2 separate regions of the Rattus norvegicus genome follow, and region 2 is linked to region 1. Evidence: chromatin contacts called from public Hi-C data. All regions are on one chromosome and are shown on one strand. Each heading gives the region's core, a stretch centred on a gene start, on an enhancer-like site or on the middle of the called end of the contact. The rest is flanking DNA. Distances are from core to core; before and after follow the strand shown. Region 1 holds the start of Pacsin1 (protein kinase C and casein kinase substrate in neurons 1). Region 2 holds the start of Bltp3a (bridge-like lipid transfer protein family member 3A).

What was found. Hi-C and Micro-C count contacts between places; a contact is called where the count stands out from the background.
Region 2: a Hi-C map of kidney shows a contact between it and region 1, with 4 times the contacts expected there. The contact joins the promoter of Bltp3a here to the promoter of Pacsin1 in region 1. A contact is called at or near these places in 2 of 12 Hi-C or Micro-C datasets (kidney and liver).

Annotation. Positions count from the first base shown.
Region 1 is chr20:5,719,184-5,726,133 of GRCr8, reverse strand. It overlaps Pacsin1 (protein kinase C and casein kinase substrate in neurons 1), which reads right to left and starts at 4,474. Exons shown (of 10, transcript NM_017294.1): 1 at 4,378-4,474.
Region 2 is chr20:5,907,749-5,914,698 of GRCr8, reverse strand. It overlaps Bltp3a (bridge-like lipid transfer protein family member 3A), which reads right to left and starts at 2,666. Exons shown (of 21, transcript XM_002728921.6): 1 at 2,310-2,666. The coding sequence starts at 2,353. It overlaps Snrpc (small nuclear ribonucleoprotein polypeptide C), which reads right to left. Exons shown (of 7, transcript NM_001271040.1): 7 at 6,289-6,620. The coding sequence ends at 6,496.

The DNA.
Region 1 (6,950 bases), core at 3,225-5,724:
ATTTTATATGTATGCGTGTTTTGCCTGCATGGATACCTGTGTGCCCTGTGCAGAAGAGGGTACCAGATGCTCTGGGATCTGAGCTACACACAGTTTTGATCTACCATGTGAGTGCTGGGATCAAACCCAAGTAGGTCCTCTGCAAGAGCAGCCAAAACTCCTAACCACTGAGAGCTATCCTCCCACCAGCATTCTCCCACCACGTGATGCTTACAACCTCTGGTCCTCCCAGTCTTCTTCAGGAACCCCAGTCTGAAGGCTCAAGGCACCTCTCCAATACCCACTTTCTTTCTTTCTTTCTTTCTTTCTTTCTTTCTTTCTTTCTTTCTTTCTTTTTTCTTTCTTTCTTTCTTTCTTTTTTTTTTTTCGGAGCTGGGGACCGAACCCAGGGCCTTGCGCTTGCTAGGCAAGTGCTCTACCGCTGAGCTAAATCCCCAACCCCCAATATCCACTTTCTTATCACCTTGTCACAAAGTCCTCTCCAGGTTCCTCCTGCCCGCCCATCCTCTATCGCCCTGGCTACTGGGGGTACCATCCATAACTGCCCCACACTGGTCCCCAGCAGCTGTGCCTGAGGATGCTGAGATGTAACCGGACACACCTCTGAAGGTCCTGCCAGCTGCGCAAAGCCTGTGGGGTCATCTGCGAGTGCCACTGTCACTAACTGAAGCTCTGCTTCTAGGGGTGGATGGCTCCTGTCGGGTATCTCCTAGGGCCCTGGCTGCCCCATCCCAGTCCCTGAGGCCCAGTCCTTCATGGTCCTAGAAACCAACTGTAAGGTACACAGGGTGTTCGAAAGGCTGCAACGGTAGCTAACGGCTTTCTAGTCCGATGTATGATTTGCAGCAAACCCCAATTACTTTTTGTGATAAGAAAAAAAAAAAACTGAAAGCTTTTTGTTTGAAACAGTCACATATAGTCTAGGTCAGACTCAAAATGAGCTGCGAAGCTGGACTTGGTTCTTAATTCTCCTCCCATAGGCTGATATCATAGTCAGTCAGTCAATCAGTCAGTCAGTCAGTCTGTTAGTCAGTCTGTCTGTCTGCCTGTCTCTCTCTCTCTCTCATATACGTGTGTGAGTGTGTGTCGCACAGACATACACAAACACCTCTGGCTTGAAAGTTTGGGTTTGTTTCTCCTATTTTACAGTTATTTATTTACCACAGTATGAGTGGAGGCCAAAGGTCAACCGGTCGGAACCAGTTCTCTCCTCCACCCACGTGGGTCCCAGAAGTTCAAATCATCCACCTCCATGGCAAGTACCTTCCCCCACTGGGTCATCTCACCAGCCTGGAAGGTTTTGCTGTGGCTGCTGCTGCTGCTGTTGTTCTTGTTCTGGTTTGGTTGTGTTTCCTTTTGAGAAAAAAATCCGGGGCTGGAGAGATGGCTCAGTGGTTAGAGCACTGACTGTTCTTCCAGAGGTCCTGAGTTCAGTTCCCAGCAACCACATGGTGGCTCACAGCCATCTGTAATGGGATCTGATGCCCTCTTCTGGTGTGTCTGGAGACAGCGACAGTGTACTCATACATAAAATAAATAAATCTTTAATATATACACATATATACACAGATATGTATATATCTATATCTGTACACAGGCTGGGGGGACGCTCAGCAGTTGAGAGTTCACAGTGCTCTTAGAGAGGATGAGATGGTTCCCAGCGAGCGCCCCCACTGGGCAGCTCCCTATCATCTTGTCACCCAGGCTCCAAGGGATCCAACACCTTTGACCTCCGCAGGCACCCACACTCACGTGCACACCTGCACACAATAAAAAATAACAAAAAGACTCAGGAGGCAGAGGCAGGTGGGTCTCTGTGAGTTCAAGACCGAGCTGGTCTACAGAGTGAGTTCCAGGACAGCCAGGTAGAGAAACCCTGCCTCAAACAAGAGTATAGTGATGGGGTTGGGGATTTAGCTCAGCGGTAGAGCGCTTGCCTAGGAAGCGCAAGGCCCTGGGTTCGGTCCCCAGCTCCGAAAAAAAGAAAAAAAAAAAAAAAAAAAAAAAAAAGAACCAAAAAAAAAAAAAAAGAGTATAATGATGATGATGATGATGATGGTGGTGGTGGTGGTGGTGATGATGATGATGATAGAAATGTAAGATAATTTTTTAATGTAAAACTAAGGGCTGGCTCTATATATCGCAGAAGAATCGGCCTTGCCTAGAAGCCCCCAGTGAGGGGCTGGGGCGGGGCTCAGCGGAAAGTGCTTGCTTGTCATAGTCTGTTCCAGGCCCTCAGAGGACCCTGTTCCTCCTCAGCACAGCCATTCCCTCAGCTCCTCTTCTTGCTTCCATGAGGAGGACCCCGGATCAGTGAGCTCCTCCCCTGTTGGCCTTCCTTGTGCTTCCTGGCCTGCCAGACTCACAGAAATTTCTATTCAATGAGTCTCCTCCCACTGCCACTCAATCCTGCCAGGGATGCAGGCCTCTCCTGGGGAAGAGCCTTTCAAGTGACCTGAAGTCACGGAGGACCCACTACGTCACACTTTCCACAAGTGAAGGTCTCTCTGTGTCAGGCCTTGGGGGACACCAGACCAAGACACGCCTCCCTTATCCACGGACTGTCTGCAGACCCCGGGGAAGATGTCACTCAAAGACTGAGACAGAGGGTCTGAGGAGAGGAGCAAGATAGGGCAAGGATGCTTCGGAAGGCTTGCAGGCAGGCGAGAGCAGCGTGGCTTTCCTGAGAAAGCGAAGGAGCGTCAGAATTCAGAGGAAAGGAAAGCAGAGGGGGAGGAAGAGGAGTCAGCTGACTGGCAGGGTGGTACAGCCTACTGAGGGATGTCTGTGCACCTGTCAAAGGAACGAGGCTGGCCAAGAAGGGCTCTGCAAAGGCCCATGTCACCTTTTACACACACCGCTTACTGCCAAGACTCCAGAGACCTAGGACAGCCTGGCTGGGGCCCACCCAGTTCTGGAAGTTGACCCGGATTGTCTAGCTATAGTTGAGACATAGCATCTTAGGAGAAATCACCAACCCAGTAGCTTGAAGAAAGGGAAGCCCTCAACAAAGGGTCAGGCTCCCTGGGGACACAGGGAACCAACCAGTCAGACAGGAGCCAGCAGGACAGAAGCCCCTCCAATAGTCACAGCTGACACTCAACCCCAGGCCTAAAGGAGTTTCTTGATGACTCTTTGGTCCCGGAGAATAGAAAGACCAAAGGGGTTCCCCTCCATCTTTCAGCTTGCTAGCTGTTGCCCAGAATTTATAAATTCATTCGTTCGTTCGTTCGTTCGTTTGTTCATTCATACTGCAAACATTTCTTCAGTGAGGAGTCCTCAGACACTGGAGTAATGACAGAGACCAATCAGAATCCTAACCTGAAGGTCCTTTGGTCTAGAGGGGGACAGGCCAGACATAAATAACCTCTAGGCCCACAGGGTCCAAGAACATGGAGTCGGAGGTGACCTCTCACCTGGGGCACCAGAAAGCTCCTTAGAGAGAGTGATCTGAGTAGCCAGGCAAAGATCTGACAAGAAAACCAGGCTGTGGGCAGAGCTTCCCAGACCACTGGCAACCTGCACCCCAGCTGTGCCAGGGCCCCTGACAATGGGCTATTTCTGGTTGTGCCTAGAAGAAGAAGATGTCGCATGTGTGTGTTCCCCCCCAGGCTGCAGAGCTGGGTTTGGGGGAGGTGGGGGAGGTGGAGGGTAAGGCTGGAACTTAAAAGCCAAGCCGAGGGTTTGAAGCTGAGTCTAGCCAAGCCCTGGGGTTTGCCACTGTGTCGCAGGCACATTAATGACCCTTTAACCTTTGCACAGCCTCCTGAAAGGTGAACACAGCCCGGAGAGCGCCCCAACCGTGACCAAATGGTCTGAGGTTGGTGGAGATTCGAGAAGGCGGGGTGGCGCAGAGAGGATTCTGCAGCATCTGCGGGGGCCCTCAGCACCCACACCTCCTCTCTCCTTCCACCGCCCACCCCCAGCTGGTGGGGGGGAGGGGTCGGAAGCAAAGAAGGAAGTACCTGTAATCTAAACCAGACATCGCCGGCTGTGCTTCTCCCCAGCCCACTCTGATCCAGAAATAACCTACGCACCAAGCTGGCATCAGCCCACCCATCCCAGCTGGTCGCAGAAAAACACTCAACATCGGGGGGCCAGGCCCCCGCTTTCCAACGATCCAATTTCCTCTCCCTTTCCCCAGGGTAGAGGCCTCCCCTTTAACATCCCCAGAGGCCATCCTGGCACTGCCTGGGTCAAGTCCAAGAGCATCCCAGGGCGCGCGCCCTCCTCTCCCCAGGTACCTGCCCTCGGCTGTGTCCAACGCCATCACACGCTGGCTACCTGCACCCCGCACTAGGGCCCTGGACTCCCCCACACACCCCAACCCTACCCCCGCCCCCACCCCGCACTCTCTCAACGTCTTAGACCCCCTACCTGGGTGCCGGAGCACCGGACACCATCGGCGGGGCGGGTAGCAAAGTGGGCGGCGGCGGCGGCGGCGGCCCAGCCTCAAGCCCGGATGGCTTCCCGGGGGAGGAAGAGAAGGAGGAGGAGAAGGCAGGCGCGACCGCCGCGCGTCTCTCTGGGGCTGCGGGAAGGAGGAAGGTCAGAGACTCCGCGGAGCGCAGCGCCGCGCGGGGGCGGAGGCGGCGCGGATTAGAGCGGCTTCTCCGCGAGCCAATGGCGGCGCGGTGGCTGCGCAGGTGGCAGCGCCGCGGTACCCGGAGGCCGCGCCCGCCCGGCCGCCTGTTCCCGAGCTCGGCGAGTGTGGTTCCTGCGCGCTCCTAATCCCTGCTTCTCATGTAGGGGTACGCGCAGGATGGGGGTTTGCGGTTTGGTGCGATGACCCTCTCCTCTACCTGTGTGTGCACGGATACGCGCAGGACAGGCCCTGGTATGATGACCCCCCTCCTCTACCCATGTGTGTTGGGTATGTGGAGGACAGGAGCCTTCAGGCTAACCAAATAGTGAGGATGCTCTCCTCCGGCCTAGCCCACGGTCCACCCCCACACTCAGCTCTGCCAAGAAGACCTGTGTGGATCCTCAGGCCACAGTTCACCTCAAGGAGGCTTTCTGGGACTTGGGGATCTAAAAGGTGACAGACAGACAAACACACACACACACACACACACACACACACACACACACACACTAGCTGCTTTCATGCCTTGTATTCGAACTGCTTCCAGGAGCCAGGCTGTGGGGCCTGACTTAGCAGAGCACAAGGTTCGTTCAATATGTCCAGAACATTCCATAAACCAGAGAAATGAGACCAGGAGGAGAAAACTGCCCACTTCTGCCCCTCCCTAGCGCAGGCTCGAGAGATGTTCAACAGGGTGCATAGAAGGAAGTTTTCCCGAACCCCTCCCTGGGGGGCGAGCCTCACTGTGAGCTCTGAAGTCCACCAGTCTAGGGACCCAGAGGAATGCCTGCGACAGTGTAGTGTTCGTTCGTTCATTTACCAGGAATTCCGTGAACACTGGTTCCAAACTTTAACTTCTAGGTTAGAACCTAGAAGACATCGCCAAATGAACAGGCCACAGGCGGCATCTCTCAGGGTTTGGACGCGTCAAGTGAGTGGATGTATTAGTCAGGGAACAGAGGGATAGAAGGAATGTCTATTACAAAGGAGCTTGTTAGATCTGCTCGAACGACGACAAGAGTCCGCGCGCTGGAGAGGCTGAGGATACCATAGCTTCTCCAGGACACTGGGTTCCTCAGTAGTCCCAATGTGGCACTGAATGCGTGGAAGGTTCCGGAAGAGCCCCAGGAGTCATCATAGGCCTTCCGGAGACATTGGAAGGTTGAAACGGTGGGATTCTGTTGCAGCAGCGGCTGCAGCAGCAACAGAACGGATACATTCACAAGCATGACGCAAAGGTGGGCAAGCCAACGGCACTATGCCCCACCCCCAGACTTCTTACATCACGCCACCCCAGAAGGTACCGCCCACCTTGGGAGAGTCTCTTTTACCTCTCAGTCAGTCCTTCCGAGAAATGCCTTCCCATGCTTACCCAGAGTCTCTTAGTTCTTCCCAGGTCCAATCAAGTCTCTATTAACCATCAGCGGTTGGTGTTCCACGGAAGGCTGAGGGCTCTGGGCAGAGCTATCCAGTAAGGTTTTCTAGTGGTGCTGAAGGAGAACTGAAGTTCAGGTTAGCCAGATGGCCCAGGAGTAAGGCAAAGCCATCAAGGCCCGCAGCTCTGGGCTGCCTCTCTACACGGGGATACGATAGCCTGGAGCTAATGAGGCCCACCCTCTACTCCTGCCTCAGCACCCTGATTCCGGTTCCCCACACCCCAAACTGGAGTTTACCCTCAGCCTCAGGCAAAGCTGTGAAGCTCACACGGGTGCGACAGCTGTCCAGGAAACACTGACTCAGACTCCTCATCTTGTTAGCCATATGACAAGCTGTCGGTGGAGTCTCTGGGGCCTAGGGGAGCCTCGGACACACCCAGGGCTCTGTTCTGGGGTTCATAGCAATGGTGGTGGTTTTTCTCTCCAGATGGGATGCTGGAAGGCACGAAGAGTACCTAGCCCGCTGCTCAGAACCTAACAGGCCAGGGAAAAGGACACCCATTTTTTTTTTTTTTTCGGAGCTGAGGACCGAACCCAGGGCCTTGTGCTTGCTAGGCAAGCGCTCTACCACTGAGCTAAATCCCCAACCCCATGGGCACCCATTTTTATAACCACAATTATCCGCATCTCCAGTGCTCTCGCCCAGTGTTGTGGAAACGCACCCCTTTAAGACAGAAGCGTCGGGGCTGGGGATTTAGCTCAGTGGTAGAGCGCTTACCTAGGAAGCGCAAGGCCCTGGGTTCAGTCCCCAGCTCCGAAAAAAAGAAAAAAAAAAAAAAAAGACAGAAGCTTCACCTCAAGAGGCTGGTTCCCGGGGTTGGGGATTTAGCTCAGTGGTAGAGCGCTTGCCTAGGAAGCGCAAGGCCCTGGGTTCGGTCCCCAGCTCTGGAAAAAAAAAAAAAAAAAAAGAACCAAAGAACCAAGAGGCT
Region 2 (6,950 bases), core at 1,417-3,916, 190 kb before region 1:
AAGCATAAGGGCTTTCTGCCCCCAGCAATCACCAAACGTGTCCGGAAAGACAGTCTGCTGCCAGCTCCGGTTACATGACCCCATATCTTAAATAAATAAATGAATGAATGCCTGGCTCCAGGGCGTCTCATTAACATTGTATGCTCCCAGGAGAAGCACAGTCCACGGACTAGGAAGCTGGTTCTGACCACTCCGTTATCTTCTAGAAAAGTCACTTTCCCTTGTGCCCTGGCTAGACTTGCTTCCTCAGTCAAGGGCCAGGGGTAGAAGCCAGGCACGGTGAAATACGCCTTTAAACCCCAGTGTTTTGAGAAGCAGAGGCTAGAGAATCTCTAGGACATTGAGACCAGCCGGGTCTACAGATCAAGTTTCAGGACACCAAGACTACACTTACTGAGATCTTGTCTCAAGGAAGCGAAGAAAAAGAAGAGGGGAGTGGAGGGGCTGGACTACAGCAAGGATTCTTCACTTATTCCGGGATGCTCTGAGAGAGATTCAGATATGTACATTTCTAACTCCCACCAAAACTGCTATAAAAAAAAAAAAATCACCTAAAACCAGGCATGGTGGCAAATGCCAATTACTCTGGCACTTCAGAGGCGAAGGCAGGAGGCCCATTAACTCCACGCTAACTCGGGCTACAAAGTGAGGGAGGCACTGTCTCAAGAGAGAGACAGACTACGAAAAGTCAGCAGGAGGCGTGGGCAGGGAAAGGTGTTTGATTCCCAGAACCCCCAGTAAAAAGTGGAACTAGACAACTGACTCCCCAGAGTTACCCTGCAACCTCCACATGCACACTGTGTGGTACTTCTGTACCTCCCTGAACCCACACGACACACACACTCATTAACGTCAAATAACCACCCACACAAGTTATAACCCCACATAAAAATACCCTGAGTCCGACTGAGCACTCCCTGTGTGTGAGGCTCTTCAACACATCTTCACATACAAAAACTCATGCAGTCTTCTACTTTCTCTACTCTAGGCTGGCCTTAAAACTGCACCCCTCCGACCTCAGCCTCCAAAATGCTAGGACTGAGGATGTGTGCGCCAGAGCAGCCTACGATAATCTCTGAAGTATATACTGGTATTATCCAGTTTGAAAGTGATCAGAAGGGGTTGGGGATTTAGCTCAGTGGTAGAGCGCTTGCAGCTCCGGAAAAAAAAGAAAAAAAAAAAAAAAAAAAAAAAAAAAGAAAGTGATCAGAAGTAATGAAGAGCCTAGACTCCAGGAGCCCAGTACATAACAAACAGGGTATCTGAATGTAGCTGATCACATAAGCCACTATCAGCCAGGAAAAGGACACCACCCACGTCAGAGATAGAGGCTCACACAAGCCTTGGTGTTCCATGTTGACTGGCAACACACACACACACACACACACACACACACACACACACACACACACACGGCACACACGCGCACTCGCCCACCCCCCCAAACCACTAGCCACTGTGCAGCCAAACTCTGGATCACTAAAACTACTGAGACCACGTCAATTAACAACCCTCACCAACCCCAAGCTAGAAAAAGGAGAGAAAACAAACGGCAAAGCTACCCCCAATTTTTGCAGCCACCAGTTCTAACAAGCTGCTGCATCACGTAGAGACCCGGAGTCCTTCAGGTATGGCTGAAAAGTTATCTTGCCAGTCAATCCCTCACCCTCCAAATACCCGGCCCGACAGAACGGATTATCAGAAAGCCACAAAGCACAAGTGGACACTGGCTGTCAAAAAAAACCCTCCAAGGCATCTTAAAGGGAAGGTTGCTGAAACTTTATCCCCACCTCCGCTGACCTTTCTCCAATCCGTCTGTCTGTGTAACGAGAAGAAAGCGTACCCAGAAAGGAGGGAGGTCCGAAAGGACGACCAGCCTCGGTTTACATCTTTTTCAAGGGTGATGCAACAGGGTCAGACAGAAGAGGAGGAGCTCGCCTTCCAGAAGGAGAGGGCCAGCGTCGGCGCTGCAATCTAAGGGGACCTGGGTAATCCAGCACCGGGTGGCAAAGCCAGAAAGGAAGCGGCGCTGGGCGGCTCGGGACGCGGGAAGAGGCCTGGACCGCTGGCCTGGCTGGGTTCCGTGCGGGTCTATGAGATACGGACAGGAAAGGGCTGGGTGACCCGCGCTGAGGAAGGAGGCGGCGGCGGGGGTGGGGAAGGAGCTGGCCCGGGCGAGGGAAGAACGCAGCGCTGACAACGGCCCGCTAGAGTTGAATCGCGACTGCCCGGAGCCGCTCGCCCTAGTGCGGCCCGAGGGAGGTCGGAGGGCTCGAGAAGGGAGCGGGTACGGAGGGTGGCGCTCTCACCGGGACAGATGCTTCAAGATCTGCTTCTTAATGATCCCGGCCATGCTGTAGCCGCGGCCCGCGTGGAGTGCAGGCAGGCGGGTTGTCCTGGCCTCCTCAGTTGTGGTAAAGAGGCGTCCTCTCACCTCGCCGCGGTGCGGGCACCGACCGCCGTAGCCACAGCAGCCGCCATGGCGCTCTGTCGCCCCTGCCGCAGCGCCCGGAGTTCCACCACGTTCCCACCCACCCGCGCAGCCCGCAGCCTCCCGCGAAGAACCGCGACCGCACGCCGCCCTCTCGGCTCCCCGTGGCGAGAGCGCACGGCGAGGGGCGGGGACGCGCGCCGCGGCACAGGCGCACGGGATGAGGGGCGGGGCGGCTCACAGGGCAGAGGGCGGGGCCTATGGCGTGGGCGGGGCTTAGAGGGTAGGAGGCGGGGTTCAGTCGTCCAGGAGCTGGATGGTGGTGGCACGCACCTCGACTCCAAACTCTCCCGGAGCAAGAGGCAGACAAATATGGGAGCTCGAGGCCAGTCTAGATGGGGAATTCCCGGACAGCCAAGGATACATTGAGAGACCTTGTCACCAAAGAAATAAAAAAAGTTTTAAAGATTGATGTGTCAGCCTTTGCGAGTATCCACTTATCACGTCAAGCTGAGGACACGGCTCAGGGGTAAGGCGCTTGCCACCAGCATTGAGGCTGAGTTCCATCCACAGACCCAGAGGAAGGCGCCTCAAACCCTGAAGCGCAAGGACAGTAAGAAACATTTCCAATGACCCTGGCTGACACTATGCTAGCAGCTGATTCTGAGCCAAGAAATCTAATCTTTAATGCTTCCAGTTTCAAGAAAAATGTCTGCGGTTATTATCTTCTGTTAAACCCATAAGGTCTCTGTGGTAAACAACATTCTAGGCAAGCCTCGGGGACACTCCATCAAACACCGGGAGGCTCCTTCCACTCTTCACTGTATCCGGAAGTCTCTGATAACCATCTGACCAACGCTACGCAACTGGGACAAGGGCTGAATCCTGTTTCCATGCATGAAGATGGCTCGGTGCAAGGATCTCATTTCTCAATGCACCACCCTGACAAACTGCTGAGGTCAAAACTCCGAACCACGGCAAACCTAAACAACATGCTTTGCTTAAAGCCTCCTTTAGGAAATTTAAATAAAAACTCCAATCTAGCTATTGATCTTTTGAGTACACATGACTCAAAGAAGAGAAAAAAAAAAAAAAAACAACTCAGCAACATACTCAACTGCCTTTTGAAAAGAAAGCAATGGGGCTGGAGAGAGGGCTCAGTGGTTACGAGCACCCGACTGCTCTTCCAGAGGTCATGAGTTCAATTCCCAGCAACCACATGGTGGCTCACAACCATCTGTAAAGAGATCCGATTCCCTCTTCTGGTGTATCTGAAGACAGCTACAGTGTACTTATATATAATAAATGAATAAATCTTTAAAAAAAAAAGAAAAGAAAGCAATGAAAACAAGCATCTTCAATGCTCGCTATTGAGTGTCATTTTGCTTTCTTGGTTAGTTTGGCAGGGGTAGGGATTAAGCCCAGTACCTCAAGCAAATGAGAAAGTCGCACAATTCAGACGCCATCCCCGCCCCCCTAAGACTATTGTTTTTTGTTTGTTTCTTTTTTTTTCTTTTTTCTTTTTTTTTCAGAGCTGGGGACCGAACCCAGGGCCTTGTGCTTGCTAGGCAAGCGCTCTACCACTGAGCTAAATCCCCAACCCCTAAGACTATTGTTTTTATTTATCTTTGTGAATGCCAAGTGAACTCAGGTGCCGGCAGAGGCCAGCTGTCAGATCCTTTGGCACTGGAGTTACAAGCAGTTGTGACCCACTAGGTGTGGGTGCTGGGCACAGAACCTGGGCCCTCTAGAGCAGCACTTAGCAGCCCAGCCATCTCTCCAGCCCCCAGGTCTTTTAAGTTTACTTTTAAGTTTACAAGGTGTCCAGGTATTGTTCTAGATGACCAGAGAATTGCTATGTAGCTAGACCAGTATCATACCAAACTTGCAGCAATCCTCCTGTCTCTGACTCCTGAGCACCAACAACACAGCTGTCCACACCACACCTAGCTATACTGTTTTAGTCACTGCAATTAAAATTCATTGAGCTTTCACAAGTTGCCATAAATTTTTCTGAATCTTTATTCCAAAACTAGCAATGTTTCCAGATGGAGATGTAATGAGAGAGAGAGAGAGAGAGAGAGAGAGAGAGAGAGAGAGAGAGAGAGAGGATTGAGAGGAAGGGCGAACTATCTGACAACAGTTTTGGTGGTGGTGGTGGTGGTGGTGTTCTTTATTGAGACAGGGTTTTTCTGTGTAGCCCTGGCTGTCCTGGAACTAATTTGTAGACCAGGCTGTTCTAGAATTCTGAGATAGGCCTGCCTCTTCCCCCACCCCCACCCCCTACCCCAACCCTGAGTGCTGGGATTAAAGGTATTCGATGCCATTCCCAGTTGATACCACTCTTTGAATTCCCAGTCCTCATGAGCTGAAGTAGTTCAAGGCCATCCTGGGCTGTATGAAAACACTCCCATCTCAGGATAGCAGCCAGGCATGAGGGAAGCACCTGGAAGAAGCAGGACTTCGAAATTTAAGGTCATCCATAGCGATTTCTAGGACAACCCAGGTTCCTTGTGACCCTTCTCTTTTACTTATTTTACATATACGAGTGCTCTGTCTGCATAGACACCAGAAGAGGGCATCGCATCCCACTACAGAGGGTTGTGGGCCACCGTGTGGTTGCTGGGGATTGAACTCAGGACCTCTGGAAGTTTAGTCAGTGCTCTTCTTAACCTGCTCTATCCTGGAGACCACATTTTAAAAAAATAAAAGAGTGGCTGGAGAGATGGTAGACGGATAAGAGCACTGGTTGCTCTTCCAGAGGGCCTGGGTTCAATTCCCAGGACACACAGGGCAGCTCACACTGTAATTCCAGTTCCTGGGCTTCGGACACCCTCACACATATGCATGCATGCAAAACACCAATGAACATAAAATAAAAATAAATTACATGAGAAAAGCTAAAAAAAAAAAAAAAGTTTTGTTTTTTTCCAGGCAGGGTTTCTGTTTGTAGCCATGGCCGTCTGAGGACTTGCTCTTTATAGAGTGGGCTGGCCTCGAACTCTGCAATCTACCTACTCGTGCCTCGTGACTGTTAGGATGAAAGGTTTGCACTGAATGACACTCTGCTGCCAACTGGATCTCTGGAGGCAGAGATGCCAAATCAAGTGGCCTGGAGACCAGAGACCCTGAAGTGGTAAATCAGTAAAATGATTACCTCTGTGCCGTGGTGTAGTCAGGCCTCTCAGCCTCCACCTGCCGCCTCTGGATTCTGCGCAGTTGGCAATTCCAGGAAGCACAGCTAGATAGGTGGGTCATTTCAACTACACCGAGTTAGACCAACTAAAATGAACCTGTCTGACTTTACAAATCGTGTACCTGTCACCGCTAGCTGACAAGAAAGCTGGATGGGGAGCACATGCTGGGTACCCCAGCATAGGGAGGGGAAAGGACATCAGGTCAGGGTCAGCCTTAGCTAGCCAGTGAGGTCAAGGCCAGCAGGACCATGGGAGAGCCTTTCTTGCTCCGTGCCCCTCACCCATACCCCCTCATGGCAAAAGGCCAAGAAGGGGATCTGAGAAAAAGGAGTAAATGGTTAGAGTGGGTAGCTAAAGGCATGGCTTACAATCGCAGCTCACTCAGAGTAAACAGTCCATCAGAGATCTGCCTGCCTCAGTTCCCCGAGTGCTGGGATGAAAGGTGTGTGCCACCACCACATGAAGTGAAAATGTTAAAATCTGATGTGCCAGCCAGGCATGACAGCATACACCCATAATCCTAGCATCAAGGCTGGCCTGGGCTTTAGAGTGTTCACACGGCTGGCTGCTAACGCACTGCAGAACAAGCTATAGAACATAGCTGGCTTCAGCTCCCTAGGACGTGATGCAGGACAAAGGAAGGAAGGGAAGGAGACACACTTTAACTAAAAGAGCTGACGACTTTATTTTCACATTTCACAATGTAAGTGAAAACCGCACTTTTTTGTACCACTTCTCCCTCCAGAAGCGTTCTCTCTGTTAGGAAGGGAAGTTCCTCATCATGCACCTAGGAAACACTCAGGGTCAGCACCAAGATCTCCTGGCGAAACAACAAGAAATACAAAAGGATAAAGAGCGCTTCTGCTCTTATCTGTCTGGCCGGGTCATGCCAGGCCGTGTGGGCACCATCATAGGGCGGGCGGGAGGTCTCATCATTGGAGGCCCGGGCATCATGGGCATATGGCCTCCCATGGGTGGTCTCATCCCAGGAGCTGCAAAACAGAACAAAGGAGAAAGGAGTGAAAAACAATATTCGGGAGACAGTAGGTGGGACTTCAATTAAAACCTAAAGGAGAGCAGGGCGGTGGTGGTGCGTGCCTTTACTCCTGGCACTCAACAGTCTGAGTTCTAGGCCAGCCTGGTCTACAGAGGAAGTTCCAGGACAGCCAGGGCTACAAAGAGAAACCCTATTTGGGGAGAAGGGTGGAGGACATCACACATAACAAACTACAGATTGGACCTGAAAAGACACACAATAGAAAAAAAATGTGACAAATTCAAATGTTAAGTTACTTAAGACACTCTCAGACACAGAGGGAAGG